3 separate regions of the Cyprinus carpio genome follow, and regions 1 and 2 are each linked to region 3. The links are chromatin contacts, called in public Hi-C maps. All regions are on one chromosome and are shown on one strand. The core of a region is the stretch at or near the end of the contact, and the rest is flanking DNA. Distances in the headings are between cores, read along the strand shown. Region 1 holds the start of dimt1l (probable dimethyladenosine transferase). Region 2 has its middle 14 kb from the start of LOC109068339. Region 3 holds the start of LOC109094963 (ski oncogene-like).

What was found. A called contact is a pair of places that touch in the nucleus more often than the background predicts.
Region 1: a Hi-C map of skeletal muscle shows a contact between it and region 3, with 2.3 times the contacts expected there. The contact joins the promoter of dimt1l here to the promoter of LOC109094963 in region 3. A contact is called at or near these places in 2 of 8 Hi-C or Micro-C datasets (liver and skeletal muscle).
Region 2: a Hi-C map of skeletal muscle shows a contact between it and region 3, with 3 times the contacts expected there. The contact joins the enhancer-like site here to the promoter of LOC109094963 in region 3. A contact is called at or near these places in 2 of 8 Hi-C or Micro-C datasets (liver and skeletal muscle).

What each region holds. Positions count from the first base shown.
Region 1 is chrA8:8,667,865-8,671,200 of ASM1834038v1, forward strand. It overlaps dimt1l (probable dimethyladenosine transferase), which reads left to right and starts at 1,792. Exons shown (of 12, transcript XM_042761951.1): 1 at 1,792-1,983; 2 at 2,750-2,823; 3 at 2,979-3,065; 4 at 3,192-3,253. The coding sequence starts at 1,926. It overlaps LOC109080204 (DNA polymerase alpha subunit B-like), which reads right to left and starts at 1,785. Exons shown (of 19, transcript XM_042761950.1): 1 at 1,638-1,785; 2 at 1,298-1,415; 3 at 962-1,086; 4 at 766-851; 5 at 605-662; 6 at 251-360; 7 at 1-22. The coding sequence starts at 1,379.
Region 2 is chrA8:8,726,835-8,730,290 of ASM1834038v1, forward strand. No RefSeq gene overlaps it. Among protein-coding and RNA genes, the nearest start is that of LOC109068339, 14 kb to the right of the region's middle. Within about 2 kb of position 1,262, at least 1 of the 8 cell types and tissues checked has an H3K27ac peak or open chromatin away from gene starts, as enhancers often do. A contact at or near this core is called in skeletal muscle, where this site is marked.
Region 3 is chrA8:8,865,266-8,868,397 of ASM1834038v1, forward strand. It overlaps LOC109094963 (ski oncogene-like), which reads right to left and starts at 1,466. Exons shown (of 7, transcript XM_042761959.1): 1 at 122-1,466. The coding sequence starts at 1,033.

The DNA.
Region 1 (3,336 bases), core at 542-3,041, 200 kb before region 3:
GTATTTTTGAGAAGGAGTTGCACTATACAAACACATAACACCACTTTATATTTATAGATTAAATTTATTTTATTATCTGAAAGTTAAAAGACATCAGATTCTGGTTACCATGCTATTTATTACACAATGCCTTTATGGTAATCATTGGTCGATCGACTTATGGTTGTGTTAGTGATTTTGTTAATGGTTCTTTTGCCTCATAAAGGTCTCACATATTCAAATCTGAATAAATGTTTGGTGATTTTATTACCTTGGTGAAAAGCTGGCAGGTGATAGCAACAAACTGGGACTGGTGAGTCGGGCCACACCTCTCTTGGACTGAGGATGTTCTGGGGTGGTCAGCGCTCGCTTCTGAGAGCCCTGCAGTCACAAATCGATAGGAATACATTTACATTGGTGCTTTTTACCAGTCTGGTATCAAAGAAAGCAAACGTCAATAAACTGGAAATTACAGCAGTTGAGCAGACCAAATAAACAATTTAAGTTTACTTATAAGAGCTGAGCTATACATGATTTTCTCATTTGGAATCAGTAATGCATTTTTATCTGTCCATCTACATTTCCATCAAGTGTCGCCTTTTAATCTGTCTCCAATTTTTCTTACTTTGGCAGGTGTTGAATAGGAATCCAGCATGCTCTCCTCTTCCTCTTCTGCACGGATTCTGTGAGACTCTGTTAAGAAAACTACTTTGATCATTTATAGTGAAAAAAAATTATTACATTACATCAAATTAAACCAAGCGATGATCTGAGTCACAAGGATACAGTTCCTGGATAGAATTGATGTCTCTTGTCTTGTTAAATTGGCTTCCCTTTGATGAGCCTTTAGGCTTTTTCTTCTTGTACAGCATCTGTAAGGAGCACATAAGCAGTATACAAATCAAGAAGGGAAGCATAGGGTGTCTTATTTATTAAGGCATCTCAGGAGATCAGTTATAATGTTTTGCACACTTGTACTAACTTCATGTTCAAACTGGTCCAGGTTATCAAGAGTGAGCGGCACCTGGCCTTTACTGGAGCTGAAAGCAAACCACTCAAATACGATCTCATCCCCCTTCAGCCTGTGACACAAACACTGCTCCAACACTACAATAGACAATTATTACAGTATATCACCATCATAAGAGTGTGTGTGTATGTATGTATGTATGTGTGTGTATGTGTATATATATGTATGTATATGTATGTGTATATATATATATATATATATATATATATACACACATATACATACAGTGAATTTATGAAATAAATTATATTAACAAAAATTAAAACAAGTAAGAAACTTGACATTTACTTTTATCCACAGTGTCATTGTTGAAGGCTATGTTGAAAGTATCCAGTTCAGACTTGATGTCCTCTGCAGTGACTGATGCCATTGTTGTTGTGTCCTCTGATGTTCAAAAATTCAGAATCTGTAACATTAGAACAGAATAAAGAAGATGCATACATGTTCCGAATAACAGATTTCATCAATCGCAAGGTTTGAGTCTCGCTGAATAAAACTGACCTGGCGCTAAACACAATAATTTAAGAACCTATTTTGCCTTCTAAATACAATTTTATTCAGCGGAATATAAAGCTCAGAATAAGAAAGTTATCTTCAACACACATTATTTTATCAGGTGAAAGCTTACCTTCTATATTAATATAAAAATTCAACTGTCATATTCCTCAACAGTCTTTGCATCACGTTCAGATTGCCGCGAAAATGTCCCCGCAACAACAGTTCTAAAAATGTCATTTCCGGTTCCTCCACGCGACCTCCACTACGCCAGAGGGAGCTTGAGGCGGTCAACTGAATTTCTATCACCGATCAGCTGAAAGGAGCCAAAGTTGCTACACGTGTTTATGATAGCGTGAACTTACTCACACATTTGTACTGTAAATTTCACAGTTTGGAATCTCAGACATTACTTTTCAAGATGCCGAAGGTTAAAGCTGAGAAAAAATCTCGACAACACCAGGAGGTGAAGAGTCAAGGTAGCTTAAGCTCGTGTTTTGTACCGCATGCTAACGTAACGTAAGTTACATGTCTAAGAAAATTAGGCCTGTTTTTCGGACCATAAAATATGTTTGCAATGTGATATAATTTTCATGACATTTAAGCACATTTTTTGTACCGCATGCTAACGTAACGTAAGTTACTACGTTTTACATTTGATGAGATCTCTCTCTCTCTCTCTCTCTCTCTCCTCTCCTCTCTCTCTCTCTCTCTCCTCTCTCTCTCTCTCTCATTTAATTTAGTGAGCATTTATTGGCATGACAAAAGTACATTTGAAAATATGTTTGCAATGTGATATAATTTTCATGACATTTAAGCACATTGTATTAACAGAAATAAAAGGAATAATAGTAATAATAAAAATATGTAAAAAGTATTAAGCATGTAGTGCAAAATGAATTAGTGTATGTATGTGTATAAGTTAGAAATAAAATTAAATAAGATAAAGTATTAGGTTTACAGAGGCAAAATATACATCTAAGTAATATAATACAGTAATATGGCATAGTATAATCTACATGTGCTGGAAACATCAGATCAGGGCAGATCTCTCTCTCTCTCTCGCTCTTTCTCTCTCTCTCTCAAGTTTAAAGTTTATTTGTTTAATTGTCATGCCAATAATATCACATGCCAAATTTTGGCTTTTTTTTCTTTGTGGGATATTATCGGGCACGCATGTTTAAAGTTTGTTAGAATCCACTGCTCATAAACAATAAAGCATTAATGTTTCTTGATCTGTTTCAGGAATTATGTTCAATACTGGTATTGGTCAGCATATTTTAAAGAATCCTTTGGTTGTCAACGGCATCATAGAGAAGGTCAGTAATGTGACTTTTTCAGTCAAATGTTTCATTTTATATTTCTAGCAATTCATCTTTCTTCTAAAGAAAGTGACAGCTCTCTGAATGTGTCCCCACATTGTAACAGCACAAAATAATCGGTGTGTTGATATAATACAAAAATGTATTTGCAGGCAGCATTACGACCAACAGATGTGGTTCTGGAAGTTGGTCCTGGAACTGGTAACATGACTGTCAAACTTCTGGAGAAAGCCAAGAAAGTAAATATGTTTCATTAAATGTTTATTGCTGGATTTTAACTAGTGATTCATTTGTTTATTTTTATTATTATTTCTCCCCATAATTACTTCATTTCCAATAATTAACATTTTACATTAATTTCAAAGGTAGTTGCATGTGAGTTGGACACCAGGCTTGTCGCTGAGCTTCAAAAAAGAGTTCAGTGCACGTAAGTGTTTTTCGTACACATTCACTGCCACAGTTGTCAAGACCTCAGCACCTGTTTGATTGAAAAAATCTGTTTTCAATGCA
Region 2 (3,456 bases), core at 12-2,511, 140 kb before region 3:
GCAGACACTTTTATGCAAATATTCTATATATACATACATTCATACATATATATATATATATATATATATATATATATATATATATATATATATATTTATATATATATATATATATATATATATATATATATATACATACATATTTCAAATCATGCATTCCCTGGAAATCAAACCCATGACCTTGGCATTGCTAGCACCATGCTTTGTTTGTATTATTCATACATATTCACAACATGGTGAATAACTTAAGCACAAATTCCTAAGATTATATTACAGTACTCATATAATGTTACTTCAGGATCCCGGGTGTTTAAAACATTTGTGTTTAAATAAATATGTAAAATGTCTGAGTATTTGGTTTAATTTAGCTAAAACTGGACACCATTTTTATCAGAGAAAATGAATATGATAAGATAAAATATTCTCTAAATTAGTTTTTTTTTTTTTTTTTTTTTTGTCAAAAGACAAACGATGACTACATAAAAAAACTGAAAATAGTACTTTTAGGTAAAAAAGTTTTTTTTTGCTTTAGTCATATTTTTAGTCATTATATAGACAATATATTTGATTAAGTGCACTGTTGCAGAAAAGGTGTATTCTCTCTCTCTCTCTTACATAGTGTTTTTTGAGTATTATTTATATACTATTATAGTATTTATATTATATATATATATATATATTATATATATATATATATATATATATATATATTTCATAGTTTTAATTTTAGTTAATGATAGTATATGTTTTATATGTTTTCCTCAGCCATAGTGATCTGTAATGACATTACTGTAATTACTTTAATGGCTTCAACTCCACTCAGGGTTTTCCATTTTCGCTCTTCACTTGCTTGACACTATGCTGAGAGAATCCCTGCTCCGAATACTTGTCGCTTCCTGCTCCGCTTCCACTCCACACTACAGCTATTATTACATTATTTCCTAAATGGTGTGTCTTTGGATGTGTGATTATGTGGCTTACATGTACGTATGTGTCTCTCAACCTCTCCACCAGGTGCTGCTATTTGCTGAGCAGATCTGGCCTCCAAACCCAAAAAGAATGAGGTGTGTGTGTCAGAAAGAGCAGGAGAGAAGGACAGATAGAGAGATTGAGACCGGCTGTAGTGTGTTCTCTTCTCATCTGGATTGAGTTAACATTCCAAACTCACAGACACAGCAACCGTATCCCAGTATAGTCGAGCTGTGCTCTTACAACTTACAACAAAGGTGTATGTGTGTGTGTGTGTGTGTTTTGCATGCATGCAACCGCATTTGTGTGTGAGCAGGAAAACCTCTCCCTTCACTGTCTGAGTTGGTTCTCCCACGACACTCCTTCCTAAACATGCCACATTCCTTCTTCTCATCCATCCTTCTCTGCCATGCTGAGAAAGAAGATAAGTGAAGCGTTTATGCTAGCATAATTGTAGAGCAGAGCTACTGTTTAGGTTGTGAGTAGTCACATGGCTGTTGCATCATAGTTTATTTAAATCTCAAGAGCTTGCAACCAGAGGAAAAAGATATTGATATATAGATAGCGATATTGCTTAATTATTGTTTTGTCATTGCTGAGCAGGGGTTAAATTAGACCAAAATATGGGACACTGATGTGACATAGTAAACTCTCAGTAGCAGTTTTGAGTTGTGTATTCTCACAGGTTTTCAACTCTAGACTGCTTGTGTCAACAACACAATTTATATCACTGGACCAACATGTACTATGTAGAATTAAGTGATATCTGTTTGTCTTTATCTGTATATATGTGTGTATATAATTTTTGATTCATTGCTCCATTTTCTAGTAAATATTTGTATACTACTTTCACAATTTTTTTTATAATATAATATAATATAATATAATATACAATATAATATAATGATCTTTAATTGTATTTCATTCTGTTATTTTTATTATTTTAATAAAATAATAATAATATAATTTATAATATAATATAATATTTAATAAAATAACAATAATAATATATATATTCTATTCAAATTATTATTAATTTGTGTTTTATTATTTGATATATACCACCAGATTTTAGGGTTCCCTCATCTCCAAAATCCTAACTGTACCCTTGCTGCTGATATTTCTGAGGAAAAAGAGATACCAGGCAGGGTCAAAGGTCAACCTGTACAACACTTCCAACTTGCCACCTTAATCTCTTGTTTGAACAGCATGTGGCTGTGTAGGTGTTTGTCGTGCGGGTTGTGACTATCCTGGTTAATAGGGTCAGTGCTGTAGGCAAATACTACTGCACCCTACCCTCTCTCTCTCTCTCTCTCTCTCTCTCTCTCTCTCCAACAGCTGTGAACTTGAACTCTTATTTACCTACGTGTGTTGAATTACACACTGCTGCCTCACACACACACACACACACACACACACACACACACACACACACACACACACACACACACACACACACACTTACAAAAGCTCACTCAGCAGTGGAGATCTGGAGTGTTATAGACTTCATATACATTACTGCATTAAGAAACATTAAATTACAATCATAATCTGATGTTTTTTGTTCATAGGTTATTGTGCAGCACATTTTAAAACATATCTCACTTTAAATGCATATTTATGTGCTATGGTTTACATATATACCTTGGTGACAAATTTGGTGAGCTAAATATGACAGAACCTCCCTTTATAAAGTTAGAGTTTGGGTGAAAGTTTGGGTATAAGTACTTATAATTAATTCCATATAAAAACATAAATGTCTATGATACATCATCATTTAAATAGGTAAGTAAGCATATGTGTAGTAAGTGTGTGTGAGTGCTTGTGTGTGTGTGCTGTCATGTCCCTCTTGGAGCATATTTGATATTGGTCCTGCTCCAAATTATTTTACAGTAAATAATCTGATGACCTGTGTGTGTGTGTTGGGTAACAGCACTGTAGTTTCATGGTGTCAGCTTACACGTACAGGTCTGCACACAGCAGGCTTCAGCTGTGCTTGGCTCTGAATTCTACAGATACTAGAGAGAGCAGAGGACGTATGATGAAGCAAGACAGGAAGAGTAGGGAGGAGAGAGGAAGAACAATCAAGAAAAGACGAGAAGAGGGAGCAGGAAGTCTTGAAAAGCTGAAAGTAATGGAATAAAATGAAGGGACGGATAAACATGGTGAAGAAAGGAGTTCAGAAACGAGCCATCTCGTGGTGAGTAAAGGGGTGAGACAAGAAGGTGAAAGAAAGATGTAATTGGATCAGAGGGATGGTGGGTAAGGAAGGGTTAAGTGTTCGGCTGCTGCAGCACAACAGGAAGGCTGTTCTTGGGCGCTACTCCAAACAGATGTTCAATTGTTTCAGAGCTGTGCTTACACTGTTGGACTACGTTCCACCACTCAAGGGAGAAGGAGGGGCCGAAAACTCAGAGAACCCAGCTGTGGATGAGAGAGAGAGAGAGAGAGAGAGAGAGAGAGAGAGAGGTGTGGGAGGGTGAATAC
Region 3 (3,132 bases), core at 216-2,715:
CAGAAACTAGTTAGTTTAAAAAGAATAAACGGCTTGTTATGGACATCTGACACTTGCCGTACACTAGAACAAAACTTAAACCGTTCATCCTGGTGCAGCGCAATATAAAAAACTAGCTCACCCGTGATGCTTTCCGCTTGTATTTATTGGCGAAGTCAAATTTCTCCTTCATGTCATCCAGGAGCTGCTCCAGACGCGCTTTCTCCTCTTTCCCCGTGTAATCCGGGCTCAGGAGGACATATGCCCTCCAGTTGGCCGAGTCAAAGCCCCAATGGCAAGTCCTGTTCTCCAGCGATTTGTGACTGTGAACCACGAATTTCTGGGTCGGGTACATAAGTCTGCAGTCCATGCACTGGATGCAGGGCGCGTTGGGACTCGTGTAGAGCTCCGGGACCAGCAGACCCTTACACTTCCCGAAGCACTCGTGATAGATCTTGAAGCTCTTCTCGGTGAGTTCCAGCTCGATGGAGCCGTACAGCTCCTTCTTGGAGTGCGGCGGGTACGTTCCCCCGTAGATGAGCGCGTTGCACAGGCGCTCCGCGTCTGTCTTGGTGATGAGTCCGCAGGAGGGCGCGGAGAACGGCAGGATGCCCATCACCTTCAGGATCTCCAGCTGGTCGGCGGTGCAGCGCGAGCAGTAGATGTGTAGGTCGTCGCACACCGAGTTGATCTGCTGGAGCGAGAAATCCCGCAGCACCGTGTTAAGGATCTGCGGCAGGCACAGGCGCTTCTCACCGCCCACCACGAAGCACGAGATCGTCTCGCCCTCCAGGACCGTCTCGCACCTCTCGGTGGAGCGGTCGGACGGGATGAAGAGCGGCCCGGGCATCACCGGAGGAGGCTGCATGGGGGGGAGGTGCAGCACAGGCTCCGGGACGTCTTTGCCGTCCTTCTTGAAGAGCAGGTCGTGTTGCCATCTGGCCGAGAAAGCGGCCGGTCCTCCGAGAGAGCTCATGGAGCTCAGGTGAAACTGTTTGAGAGTTTGTTGCAGTCCCGGGTGAGGCTGGAAACTCTGTCGCGCTACTGTTTCCATGTTTCGAGCACCGCGTTGTCGTTGAAACCGAGCGTCTGGCGAGAAATACGACTCAAAGGTCCTGGTTCCGCGTCTCTAAATCCAAGTCTGTGAAAACAAGTACAAGAAGGCCGATAGGGCTTCATCAAATCCCCACTCAGACGAAGGTTTCCACCAGCGTGTCTTCTTCCCCTGCAGCGGGCTCTCTCCAGTCCATATCCACAGACAGACGCGTACAGAAAACTGAAGTGTAACAAAAGCAAAAGCCCGCAAGATGCAACAAAACTATCCCACGGGGGAGCCGAACTTGTCCCACGTCAAATTCAGGAGTCAAATACACAACCAGCCAACTTTAAATCCGTATTTTCCCCTGCGAGTAGAGATCGCTGCAGCCGGACGGCGCGTCTCCTCCGCTCCTCTGCCCCTGCAGTTCAGTATGACTGAGTCAGTGAGCACAGCCTCTCTCTCTCTCTCTCTCTCTCTCGCTCTCGCTCGCTCAGTGTTTGTGTGTGTCTGGCTCAGTCATTGAATCCCAGCCAAGAATGTGACTGACTCCGCAGGCTGTGGCTCTTCCAAGAAACAGCCTTCACTCCCCACTGCTGCAGAAACAATCACTGTATTTAAAATATCACTATTTATATTTACTTGATTTTTTTTTTTACTTTTTGTTTATTAATGTCTTATTTGCAAACTTTACTCCATTCATAAAAAGTTATCACATTATTCTATTTAATTTATTAACTGATTTATAAAATTTTATTTATTTAAATGACAGCTTTACAGGCATGAATGCCATCATTTACAATACTGTCTTAAAATGTTAAAAAAGACAACACAAAAAATAAATAGGCAAGGTAATAATATTGAATAATACATAGTATGTATGTATATATATATATATATATATATATATATATATATATATATATATATATATATATATATGCAATTAAGCTTAAAAAGTAAAACTGTACATTTGTGCAGTGAACATTTTAAATGAAAGTCACAGGGGGAGGAAATAAGAGCATTTTGCAGGCAGGTTGTATGCAGGCAGGCAGAATCAGTGGGTTGATGGGTGGAGTCTGAAACAGACACTCTAATTTAGACTGACTGCGGTCTGAGTTTGTAAGATTTGGTTTTCCTGAGACTTTTAGATTGAACTGGGAGAATACTGCTACTACATGACTAATAAACACAAATATGTTGTTTCACAATATTTGTATGATATGACAAACTAACTGTAATGTTTTGTCACTAATATCAAACAACTGGGTCAAGCACATCAAGCAATAATAATATTACTCATCACATCATCATTCTCCTCAAAATTATCATGTTTTTATAGTAAATGGATGATAATTATATAAAACAATATTCAGTGCCACTATTACAACATCTTGGGTTTATTTCACACAGACATCCAAAAATATTTATCCACTCACTTTCTGTGAATAGTACTGTGACCTATATATTTACCTCTTATTTTAATGTATGTATATCTATGAATGTTATGTCTGTAGATGGTAATGGGCCATATTTTATTCACATTTCCTGTCACACTACAGTGCTGTACATATGCCAATGATTTATTAATAATTCTTTTTAGATTGAGTCCAACGGCAAGCATGAGGTCAATGTAATCTGTTGCAGTAGCTCCCTCTAGCTCCAAGGGGATGTTACTGCAGGTAGATCACAATGGGACAAATGGCCTTGATGCATTGCATCAATTCACCAAATTCAACCAATCAATTTGTAAAAAAAAAAAAAAAAAAAATATATATATATATATATATATATATATATATATATATATATATATTGGTGCTACAGAAAAAAATATTCTCACATGTCCTGCTATGAAAACAAGATTCAATAAAACTGTATAATGTGAATAAATGAAGCTTTATCTGCATTCACTTCAGATATTCAGATACACTGAAACGATTTTCACTGAGAAAGTATTAAAATTCACAATTAATTACAAAAACAGCACTGAAATAGTATTTTCTTGTAAAACATACTCCAATAATATATTATGTAAATGTTAAATGTTTTATTTACAACTTCAAAAGATAATTTTTTACACTATAGCTCTTGATTTTCTACAAAAGTCTATATGC